2 separate regions of the Ovis aries genome follow, and region 2 is linked to region 1. A link is a contact called in public Hi-C data. All regions are on one chromosome and are shown on one strand. Each heading gives the region's core, a stretch centred on a gene start, on an enhancer-like site or on the middle of the called end of the contact. The rest is flanking DNA. Distances are from core to core; before and after follow the strand shown. Region 1 overlaps LOC121820766. Region 2 holds the start of SRP9 (signal recognition particle 9).

Region 1 (5,434 bases), core at 1,827-4,326:
AACACTGGAGTGGGTTGCCATTTCCTCCAAGGGATCTTCCTAACCCAGGGACTGAACCAGCGTCTCCTGATTGGCAGGCAGATTCTTTTCCACTGAGCCTTCCATGCATATGAATTAATTTTTTAAAATTTGTCTTGTGTCAATTGAATTATTAGAGCAACCAAAAGAACCCAGGAGTGGTGGCAGGACAGGGATGGGAATTTCCCCCTTCCTGACTGTTGCACAGAGCATTTGGCTGAGGACAGTACACCCACACCCGTCAACTGCAGTGTGGAATCACCTGGGGTCTTGGGCAGAACCTGAGCGTCTGAGGCAGCAAGCGGGGCAAAGGCAGGGAATGTGTGCTCAGTAGCTCAGTCGTGTCCGACTCTTTGTGACCCCATGTGCCGGGAGCCAGCACGGGAGATCCCACCCATGACAAGGTCATGCGGAGAGGCCTGACGGGCAAGGCCAGTCAGGTCTCAAGGGCCCCTCTGCCTGAGCATCTACTCCGAAACCAAAATCTGTCTGTTTACTGTCTGCTATACTATACTCTTCCGACATAACAGGGGCTATCCCCGACCACCTTTCTCTGGAAGTTAACTTAGAGCTCCAACTGATCTCCTGCATATGAAAGGAATGTTTCAGCTCAAATCTCTCTGATGGCTCTCTAACTTGCCTGACAGTTGGAGACTTTTACAGCTTGTGATTGTTTACAGCCCCCACCCCCTGACTTCGAGAGGCACGAAGTTTAAAACATCTTAAAGATATAGAGCCTTTTAGAACTAAGAATTAGTTTGGTAAAGGATTTCATTGCTGAGTTAATGTTTGCTGCCAGGCCTCCATATTCTTTATCATTTAGGCACCTGAAGGATATTAATCAATGTAATTGGTGTTGGGAGCCAGCGTGAGGAACTCCGCCCATGGCAAAGGCCATGAGGAAGGAAGCTTGACATACGCAAAGGCGTGATCAAGCCTCAGGAAACCCCCTGTTCCCGAGCATCCACCCCAAAACCAGAGTACTTTACGGGGAGCTCTCCCCCATAACCATTTCTCTCAAAGAAGGAGTTAACTTGCAGCTCCAGTTAATAAAAATTCCTGGGCGTGATAAGAGTGTTTCAACTTACGAACTCTGAAGTTTCTCTGGCCTGCCTGATCAGGCTCGTCCGGCCACATGTGATTGTTTACAGCCTCCCAACTGTGAGAGGCACGGGATATTTTTTCTAAATTCAGACTCTTTTGAGAAGTTAGAAGATCATTAGTATAGTATTAGTAGGATGATTAGGAATTATATTGGTGAAAGGTTTTTTCTTCATTTGTCGTGCCAATAATTACTGCTAATTCCCTGCCCTGGGTGTGACAAGGATGTCTCAGGTCAAACCTCTCTGCTGACAGACTAGCTTGTGTGACAGCCTCTCAGCCATAAACAGCACAGAGAGTTTGGAGTATTAGCATAGGGCTTTTTTCATTGATGAGTCAACGATTGCCATCAGGCCTCCATATCCTTAGGCACCTGGGAATATATCAATCAATGTATTTGGAATATAGAAAAGGAAATATAGTAGTTTTTTGATGTTAGCAATACTAGACTTTTGAGTTAATGAATCTTCTTTTGTTATAGATCACTGTACTTTGTTATAAATCACTATGCTATGTAACTTTATCACTATCTTAAGACAAAATAGATCTTAAGGGGAACATTGGTAAACGGTTTACATTTGTTGAGCCAATATTTGCTGCTAAAACTTCATATTCCTGCCCTTATAATGAATATAACTAGCATATAGGAGAAATAAGTATTAACCTTTAAGATTAATCATGTTAAACCTTAGGTTAAGTAAATTCCTTTCTTGATTGTAACTCCCTACACCCTCACCCTATAGGAATGCAACTTTATTTGGAGGGTGGCGCCTGATTTAAGAAAAAATCACCCCTGGAAAAAATAAGTTTTCTGGTTAACTGACCGGTATCAGAAAGGGCCATAAAATGTCAGCAGACCTCATGGCTAAAAGATGATGAAACTCATAAGACCTTTGTATAATTTTATATGAAGCACCTGATTGTGACAAGGGTCAGGTCTGCTGACCCCCGCGTGACTCTCTATTCATCCCTATGTATAACAAAAAGGTATATAAACAAACCTGAAAAATATAGAAATCGGATCAGTTTCTGGAAAGACTGATTCCCCCGTGTCATTTCTTTCTCGCTCCCCGTTTTCCTGGCTGAATTCCCATCTGAAATGTGGGTACTCACCACGCCTGCTAATTCTGCTTGGGTTTCTGAGATCGGACCAGGGAGGCCTCAGTGCCACCTCTCCTTTGGGAGAATGGAAAGACGCCTGTGGCCTACGTAGGTGGTGGTTGGTATTCCATGTAAACCAGTTATTCAGCCTCTTTTCTCCACTAATTCTCCTACTACACTATCTGTTTCTAATCTCCCTCTGTATCTGTAATTAAATAAGTTTTTTCCAGGACGCCGACTCCGTCCCCACCTTCGAATCACCCTGGATCCACCGGGGCTGGACCCCGGCAAATTGGGATATAGAAAAAGGAATATAGTAGTTTTTGATGTTAGCAACACTAGACTTTTGAGTTAATTTTCTCTTTGTTATAAATCACTGTACTGCTCTTTCTTTGTTATAAATTGTTGTGTCCTTGCTATGTAAGAATGTAACTTTATTTAGTGCTTTCTGAGAGTGGTACCAGACTTTGGGAAGAACAACACTATTAAGGCAAATAAGTTTTCGGTTGACAGGCCCTTATCAGAAAAGGGCCGTAAAATGTTAATTGGCCTTCTGGCCAGAAGATGATGTAAATCACCTAAGACTTGTGTATACAGCTAGGTATGCAGAGAGAAAGCCTGGTCTCGATAAGAGTCAGGGCTGCTGATGGTGCATAATTTTGTATTATCCATTGATCTCTATGTACAACCAAGAGTATAAAAAGCTTTCCCACCACCTGGGAAGCCCAAAGGAAAAGAATTCATTCAGGAGAAAGCCTTTAGGTTTTGTTTCTAGCACAGAAATTCCCAAGCAGGATGCCAAGGAAGAGGACGTGCCTTCTTTTCAGGGGAAGGGGCAGGGGTGGTGGCTGCTCCTGGCAACTTCAACTAGCGAACGGCCCCACTGTCAGGGGGTTGGGGACACAGAGTCCCCGTGCCTTGGGACTGCCAGATTTAGCAATAAAAATACAGGATGCCCAGTTCAATTTCAGTCTTAGGTTCACAACAATTGATTTTTTTTTAAGTACAAGTACTTCCCACACATTGCATGGAACAAACCTACACTGCATGATGACTTACCTGTTAGATCAAGAGGCCAGGAAAGACCTCTCTGAGGGACATCTGGGCAGAGACGGAATGAAATCAAGAGACAGCAGGACAGACCTGGGGGACCAGGGGAAGCAGAAGATGGGAAGGTGTGGCTTATCGGAATCTCTTAAGGGTCAGTGTGGTATGTTTCAGATTTTAGTGTGAGCTGATGAAAATGCGGATCCAGTACCCTGCCTCTAATTAGAAGTTGTGGGCAGACCCAGGGCTCACTCCTAAACAAGCCCTCCTGGAATCTGGCTTGCTCCCTCCTCCTCCTTGCATTTTCTGCACACAGTCCAGGGGTTCACCTCATGGTCTTGGGGGTCAGAGGTGGGAGCCCTTTAGGGATCATCTCACACAAACCCCTCCTGTTTCTGGCGGGGTATGGGTGCCAGGGATCTCTGAAGACCTCGCCTGCCAAGATGAAGGGGAGCGAGTGGCTCTTCACAGTTCCTGTGTGTTTCTGGAAAGACCACAGGGAGCACAGGTGTGTGATTTTGGAGACATACCCCCTGCAAGACACACACACACACACACTCTCTCTCTCTGTCTCTTACCCTACAACCGTCGCTTTTCAGCTGGGCCCCCTCGATGGGACATCCAGCTTTGATGTCGCCAAAATCTTGGCATTCTCTACCCACCGAAGCCAGATAAAAAACATGGAGACAGAATTTGGAGGAAATAGAAAGGTGGTTTTAATCTTCTGCCGGCGGAGGGAAGATGCAGCAGGATCATGCCTGAAGAATTGTGCCCCTCTCCCAGGGGGAGTCTAGGGGATTATATAGATGAGGGTTCCAAGCTCTGGGTTGGTGATGAGGAACAAAGTTATAAAGAGTTTGTATAATTCTTGTATTGTTTCAAAAACAGTCGAGGCTGGCATCAGGTAGCCCGGTAGTTGGGTCCATTGTCTTTTGTGACTTGTACTGGGCTTTCTTTGTATAACGCAAAAAGAGAGGAAAAAAAAAAAAAGCGAGGAAGAGAGTGCTGTAAAGGTGAGAACAGACACAGGATGTAATTAGCATAGAGTCAAAGGACAACAGATGCAGAATGAAGCTTATGCAGAGCTAAGAGGCAGAAAAGCAAACTCAGTCATAGACAACAGACTAGTAACAGTGAAAGTGAACCTAGGAGTGATCAGGCCTGCTCACTGTTCTCAGAAAAGAAAAACCCATTCCTCTTTTTTCCTTCGCATTACGCCAGCTTGACCATGTCAGGCGGGAGGTGGTCTCTACCTGGCAGCTCTCAGTTCCCTGACCCCTTGGGACATGCCTGCAGGTCTAAGTGGAGTCTCTGGCTAGGGCTCAACTTCCTTTTTTCTGGTTTGAAAGAACATGCCAAAGAACAATGTCCCTTCCCCAGAGCAAGGGCCCCAGAAAGCTCCTTACACTTCTCCAAGCTGGGCGGTCAATCGCAGGGCTCTGACTCTTCCCGGGCAACCCGGACCTCAGCCCCCAGCGCCTCTGAGAGCCCCACTAGCCCGTCTGTCCAGACCTCCATCCATCCACCACCTCCACGAAAGGAAGTGAAAGGGTCAGAACTGCCCCAGCAATGCCCCCTCCCCTCCAGCACCTCCTGCTCGCGCAATCCCGCCCCGCCCCGGGCACACCCATCCTCTGCGGAAGCACGCGCCAGGGCCGCCCCCAGCCCCCGCCTGCCCCCTCCCCCGCCTCCCCCGCCCCCTCAGCCCAGAGCAGAACTGAGACAGGAAATGAGCTCAGCTGCTCCAGCCACAGAAAGGGCGGCTCCCGCAGGTCGGCCCTGCAGGTGCCTGCAAGTTTCTGAAGCAGACCTCACTCTTGCTCCAAACCCATAGCGCCAGGACCTGAAGACCTGGAGAACCCGAACACAGCACTCGGATCGATCTATCCCAAAGGCCGTGCACATCGTTGGTGCTGATCTGGCGCCCGATGCCCCCCAGGAAGATACAAACAGGGACAGTCTTTGCTGCACCCACACGGGCCAGGAGCACCCCCTGCGGTTGCCAAGGATGGGGAGAGCGAGAAACACACCCCTCCTCTAGGCCCCAGATGGCCCCAGACCTCCTCAGCTGCAGTGGCTCCAGGCGGGTTACTTCGTTGCTGGGTTCTGTTTCCTCCGGGAATTGTGAGGTTGCATAACAGCAACCCATCTGCCGTCTTCCTGCCTG
Region 2 (5,434 bases), core at 1,067-3,566, 300 kb before region 1:
TTTACTTAGAGCGGATGCAATGGAGAAAGGTAAAAGGTGATAAATATGATCAAGAGGAAGAGAAGACAAAGAATTCTGTAAAACAGATCCCAAAGAGTTCTGACAAAATTTCTTTTCTTCTTTAGTTTCAGCAGTATAGACTGGTAGAAACAGCATGAACACAGTGTTTAGAGATGTGGGTTCAAATTTTAGCCTAATCTCTTAATGATCACCAGGCAAATCATTTAATGTATCTAAGACTGTTCATTCAACTACCTCAAGGGATTGTCAACTGTATACATGGAAGGTATTCAATACAACTGTCAGTCAAGCTCTCTTCCCACTCATCCCTTTACCAGCCTATCAAAAAAAAATCAGTTAAAACCCAGTGAAGGTTATCATGAAAAGGCACAAGTTTTTAGGTCACTGGAATTTTCTGAAAAGAACTCAGGTTCTCCCTCCCCTGTCTATTCTACACATGCTTTGTTCATAGCAATGCTCAATAATAATCATTTTATTTTCATTTTCCCTATAACTATGACCACATTCTTATAGTATTATTACTCTTACTGTGGATTTGTATATTCTTTACTATCTTTCCAAATATTAGTTTACACTGTGGGTACTTCTACAAAAGTCCTGTATAGTCCTCACGGTACACTGCTTAAAGAAAACAAATGGTCCTACGAACAAAATCAACCAAATGGAGGAGCCAGAAATTGTGTCATAAACAAAGTACTCAATTTCACAAGTATCTAATTCATTTTATTATTTATTACTATTACATCACTTTATTGCAAAGAATGGAACTAAGACTGTTTCTGGCTTGTTACTTATCTAGGTCTAAAAAGCTAGCAGGGCTTTTCAATATTTCAAATAATATTTAGATGACAATAAAAACCAAGAGGAAGAAAAATCAAGACCCAAATGCTAAATTCTTGTCCTTGCAACTTCTCTGGTTACTAACACACACACGGATCCCTGTAATTCATTCACGGCCCTGGTAAAATTATGATAAGCCGATGTCAGAGGTTAGCTTATTATAATTTTATGGGGGCCATGAATGAATTACAGGGATCCATGTGTGTGTGTTACTCGCTCACTTTGTGTCCGACTCTTTGTGACCCCATGGACTCTAGTCCCACCAGGCTCCTCTGTCTGGAATTCTCCAGGCAAGAATACTGGAGTGGGTTGCCATTCCCTTTTCCAAGGGATCTACTTGACCCAGGGATCAAACACGAGTCTCCTGCATTGCAGGCAGATTCTTTACTGTCTGAGCCTCCAATGAAGGCCACAGGGATCCACGGACCCCCTAAAACTGTTTACAAACATTTATGTGTTAAGTGCATTCTCCTACTCTTAAAGGGCACTAACCTCCAAAATATTAAGAACCACTAATCTGCGGGAGGTAGATGCCTCCAAATGAGGGTCTTTGATGCTTCTGAACTGCGGTGTTGGAGAAGACTCTTGGGAGAAGACTCTTGAGAGTCCCTTGAACTGTAAGGAGATCCAACCAGTCCATCCTAAAGGAAATCAGTCCTGAATATTCACTGGAAGGACTGATGCTGAAACTCCAATACTTTGGCCACCGGATGCGAAGAACTGACTCATTTGAAAAGACTCTGATGCTGGGAAAGACCTGGGAAAGGCGGGAGAAGGGGACGACAGAGGATGAGATGGTTGGATGGCATCACCGACTCGATGGACACTGAGTCTGAGTAAGCTCCGGGAGTTGGTGATGGACAGGGAAGCTTAGCGTGGTGCAGTCCATAGTGTCGCAAAGAGTCGGACACGACTAAGCGACTGAACTGAAACTGAACTGAAGCGCCACAGGAAGCCGAAGCTGCAGAGGGGAGGAGCCCTGCCCTTAGAGACACGTAAACCAACGGTAGGGAAGCTCAGGGATTGTAGGCGGGGGAAGGCTTCTTAGAGCCCTGACTTGACCCTGATTTTGCTGGTTTCAGGCTTCACTGGGCCCTTCTTAAGAGAAGAGACGAAAAGAACAATCGGACTTCGCGCGGAGTCCGTCTCTCTTCACACACAGCACCTCCTAGGATGCTGCAGAAGCTCCGGAGGCCGAGCGGACGCCAGAGAAGACATCCTGACCCGAGCTAGGACAGAGACACTGGCTCCGCCTGCGATTTACCTTCATTGGGTCGGCGAGGTAGAGTTTCTCCGCTGCGCGACTGAACTCCTCCCAAGTCTGGTACTGCGGCATCGTGGGACCGCGGCAGAAGGACAGAAAGAGGCACGGCTGTGGACCGGAGGCGGCGCAGCACGGCCCACCTACCTCCCTAACTCCCACAGCCGGCTACCGAGACAGGGGCCCAGAAGCTCAAGGATGGCGGCGCCGCCTCGCACCAACGCCTCGCTCCATTGGTCAGCCTGGATCGTTCTTGCCCAATGGGAAGGAGGGATGTTGCATAGGAGGCGGAGCCCCAAGCGTGTGAGTCTGGGAGAGGGTCCGAAGAGGTGGAGAGAGGAGAGACGATGGAGGTTGCCACAGCGCCCCTTGTAGGACTGGAGGAGGATCTGTCCCGCTGTCCTTCTGGCTGGACGACAACGATAAAGCCCAGGTTTCTTCAGCAAAGATAGAGCGGCTTAGTGATAAGCGCTGGAGCTGTCTCGCTTACAGCTTAGTAAAAGGCGAGACAAAAACAGAAGAGTGCAATGGAGAGCTTTCTATGATAGACATCTGTGTCTAGAGGACGCTAACGGGGATGACACAAGTTGAATCTTGAGAAACATGACGGGTGTTAAACAGGTGGGCAGGGCAGGAGGCCTATTTTAGATCCGTAGTGTATTTAATGTGGGCATCCCCTGGAGGAGGGCATGGCTGCTGCTGCTGCTGCTGCTGCTAAGTCGCTTCAGTCGTATCCGACTCTGTGCGATCCCATAGACGGCAGCCCACCAGGCTCCCCCGTCCCTGGGATTCTCCAGGCAAGACTACTGGAGTGGGGTGCCATTGCCTTCTCCGGAGGGCATGGCAACCCACTCCAGTGTTCTTGCCTGCAGAATCGCATGGACAGAATAGCCATAGAGTTGCAAAGAGTCAGATAGGACCGAAGCGACTTAGGACGCAAGCACGTATTTGGGGCACGGGGGAAGAATGGGAAGAAATCATATCACTTAAGCCGGAAGAAATTTGAACTTTGTTCTCCAGGCTATGGAGTGAGGTAGAAGGGTATTTTTCTTTAATCAAGTTGAAGTATATTTTATGTATAGTAAAACATCAGTTTTAAGGCTTTCCTGGCGGCTCAGTGGTAAAGAATCCGCCTGCCAATGCAGAAGATACAGCTTCTATCCCTGGTCCCGGGAAGATCTCACATGCCGGTGAGCCACTAAGCCCCTGCCCCACAACTACTGAGACTGCGCCCTAGAGCTTGTGCGCTAAAACAAGAGAAGCCACCACAGTTAGAAGCCCCAAGCACCACAAGGAAACAAAGAGCAATGCCCCGCCCGCCAGAACTTGAGAAAGCCGTCGCAGAGCAAGGAAGACCCAGTACAGCCAAAAATAAATAAATACAATTATAGAAAGTAAGTTATACTAAACACATCGGCCCTGGACTTTGCTCTCCATTGTTCAGCAAGTGGAGAGCCGGCAGATGTTAATCACAACAGGACGCGGTATGATTAATTTTTATTTTTAGAACACGTCACTAGTGGCTGTAGGAAAGCTGAATTGGTGAAGTCCAGCCTGTGCAAGGTCAAAAGTGAAAGCTTTTATTCTTTCACCTAAGTTGGTTACCTCCTATGATTGTTTCCGTGCCCTTGCTTCCCATTCAATCTCATTCCCACCATAGTACCTTCTACTCTGTCCCCACCTCAACTCTCAAATGAAGTTGCTTTCACAAGGTCACTAACTGCTCTCAGAGTCACTAGTGACCTTCATATTGCCCAGTCCAGCTGACAATCCTTTATTTTTTTTTAATTTTTAAAATATATTCATCTATATTTATTTCTTTATTTCCTTGCACTGGGTCTTCCTTGCGGCACGTGGCATCTCTTTCTCTGATCAGGGATGGAGGCTGGGCCCCCTGCATTGGGAGTACGGAGTCTTAGCCACTGGACCACCAGGGAAGTCCCTCAATCCTTTCTTGACTAGATCATTCAACCGCATCTGAGGGCACATGCCACTCTTTCATCCTTGAGATTTCCCAGCCGCTTGGTTTTTTTTACTCCATCCTTCCTTGCTCCTTCTTCTGCCTCTTTGGTTTTTCCCTCTCTGGCTCTGTCCTAGCCTCCTCCACTCCCTTTGCCCTTCAACACTGGGTCCTGAGGTATCATACTTTGATTTCACCCTCTGAGTTTTTCCTGGGCAATATTTGGGTTTTCACTTTCGCCTCTATGCTGCTTAGTGCAGGTTCTTCCGTGAGCTTCAGATTCATATCCAAATGCCTTCCAGGCCTTGGGCTAACTCCAGAGTTCAATTTCGGGAGACGAAAACAATTTTTCAGCAAGTTGAAGCAATTTGTAAGCCATAAATATGATGCGTCCTTTTTGACTTATTTTACTATTGCCATTTGGCAAATTATTAGCCACTCATACACCATATTTGACTGCCAGGAATTCAATAACTTTTAAGGGTCAGTGTGTTGGGCAAAATCCTTATAAGCTAAAGAGGTAAGGGGTAGCGATAATAAGGCAAATTCACCCATACCGATAATTAAAGACAGGAGCGTGGCACAGTGCAGGAGAGAGAAGTCATCTCACAGGATCTAGTGCAGGACAGAGCCTTTCCACAAGATTTAGTGGTTCTTCCTCCCTCTTTCCTCTAAGGAGGAAGGTCTGTTGTTGTTGTTAATTCTTTCCCAGAAGCTTTTTGTCCTTCTTTGTTCTCCTCGGTTGTCTTCTAAAAGCTGGCAGCATAGGGTGTGTAGACCGTTGTAGGAGTAGGTTCTTAAGTGGGTTCTTACATTTGCAATCATAACAGTCCCCAGTGCTGCTGGCATGTTGGGAACTAAAGGTCATTATGTTGATTTTCATACATTAAGCATTTGTGGAACTCTGGATACGCCGGGACTCAAAGAAGTCCCAGTTCTCCTGTGCCTTCCTAGGTCTCATGAATTCAGTGCAGCACAGTTAGAGTGAAAGAGAAGCCAACAGAAAAACCGGTTTGCCCAGGAGCTGGATCCAGCATGGGGAGGGAAGGAAACCTGAGAGCGCCCCGACGGGGCCGGGCTGCTTTGGCGCGGTGTCCAGTGGAGGGCAGTGGTGAGCAGATGGTCCCACGGAGACGGATCCCTGAGAGCTGACTTCAGCCTTTTCATGATCCCTATGGAGTGCGGGAAGAAATATCAACAACCTCAGATATGCAGATGACACCACCCTTATGGCAGAAAGTGAAGAGGAGCTAAAAAGCCTCTTGATGAAAGAGGAGAGTGAAAAAGTTGGCTTAAAGCTCAACGTTCAGAAAACGAAGATCATGGCATCGGTCCCATCACTTCATGGGAAA

Evidence for each region. Hi-C and Micro-C count contacts between places; a contact is called where the count stands out from the background.
Region 2: a contact with region 1 is called in a Hi-C map of tail adipose tissue, with 4 times the contacts expected there. The contact joins the promoter of SRP9 here to the enhancer-like site in region 1. A contact is called at or near these places in 5 of 16 Hi-C or Micro-C datasets (hypothalamus, muscle, omental adipose tissue and 2 more).

The regions. Positions count from the first base shown.
Region 1 is chr12:27,788,258-27,793,691 of ARS-UI_Ramb_v3.0, reverse strand. It overlaps LOC121820766, which reads right to left. Exons shown (of 2, transcript XR_006061452.1): 2 at 4,973-5,434. Among named protein-coding and RNA genes, the nearest start is that of LBR, 40 kb to the right of the region's middle. Within about 2 kb of position 3,076, at least 11 of the 54 cell types and tissues checked have an H3K27ac peak or open chromatin away from gene starts, as enhancers often do.
Region 2 is chr12:28,085,541-28,090,974 of ARS-UI_Ramb_v3.0, reverse strand. It overlaps SRP9 (signal recognition particle 9), which reads right to left and starts at 2,316. Exons shown (of 3, transcript XM_004013626.5): 1 at 2,126-2,316. The coding sequence starts at 2,197. It overlaps LOC121820768 (a long non-coding RNA gene), which reads left to right and starts at 1,809. Exons shown (of 2, transcript XR_006061455.2): 1 at 1,809-1,867; 2 at 1,944-5,434. It overlaps LOC132657456 (a long non-coding RNA gene), which reads right to left. Exons shown (of 4, transcript XR_009595667.1): 4 at 3,603-5,254.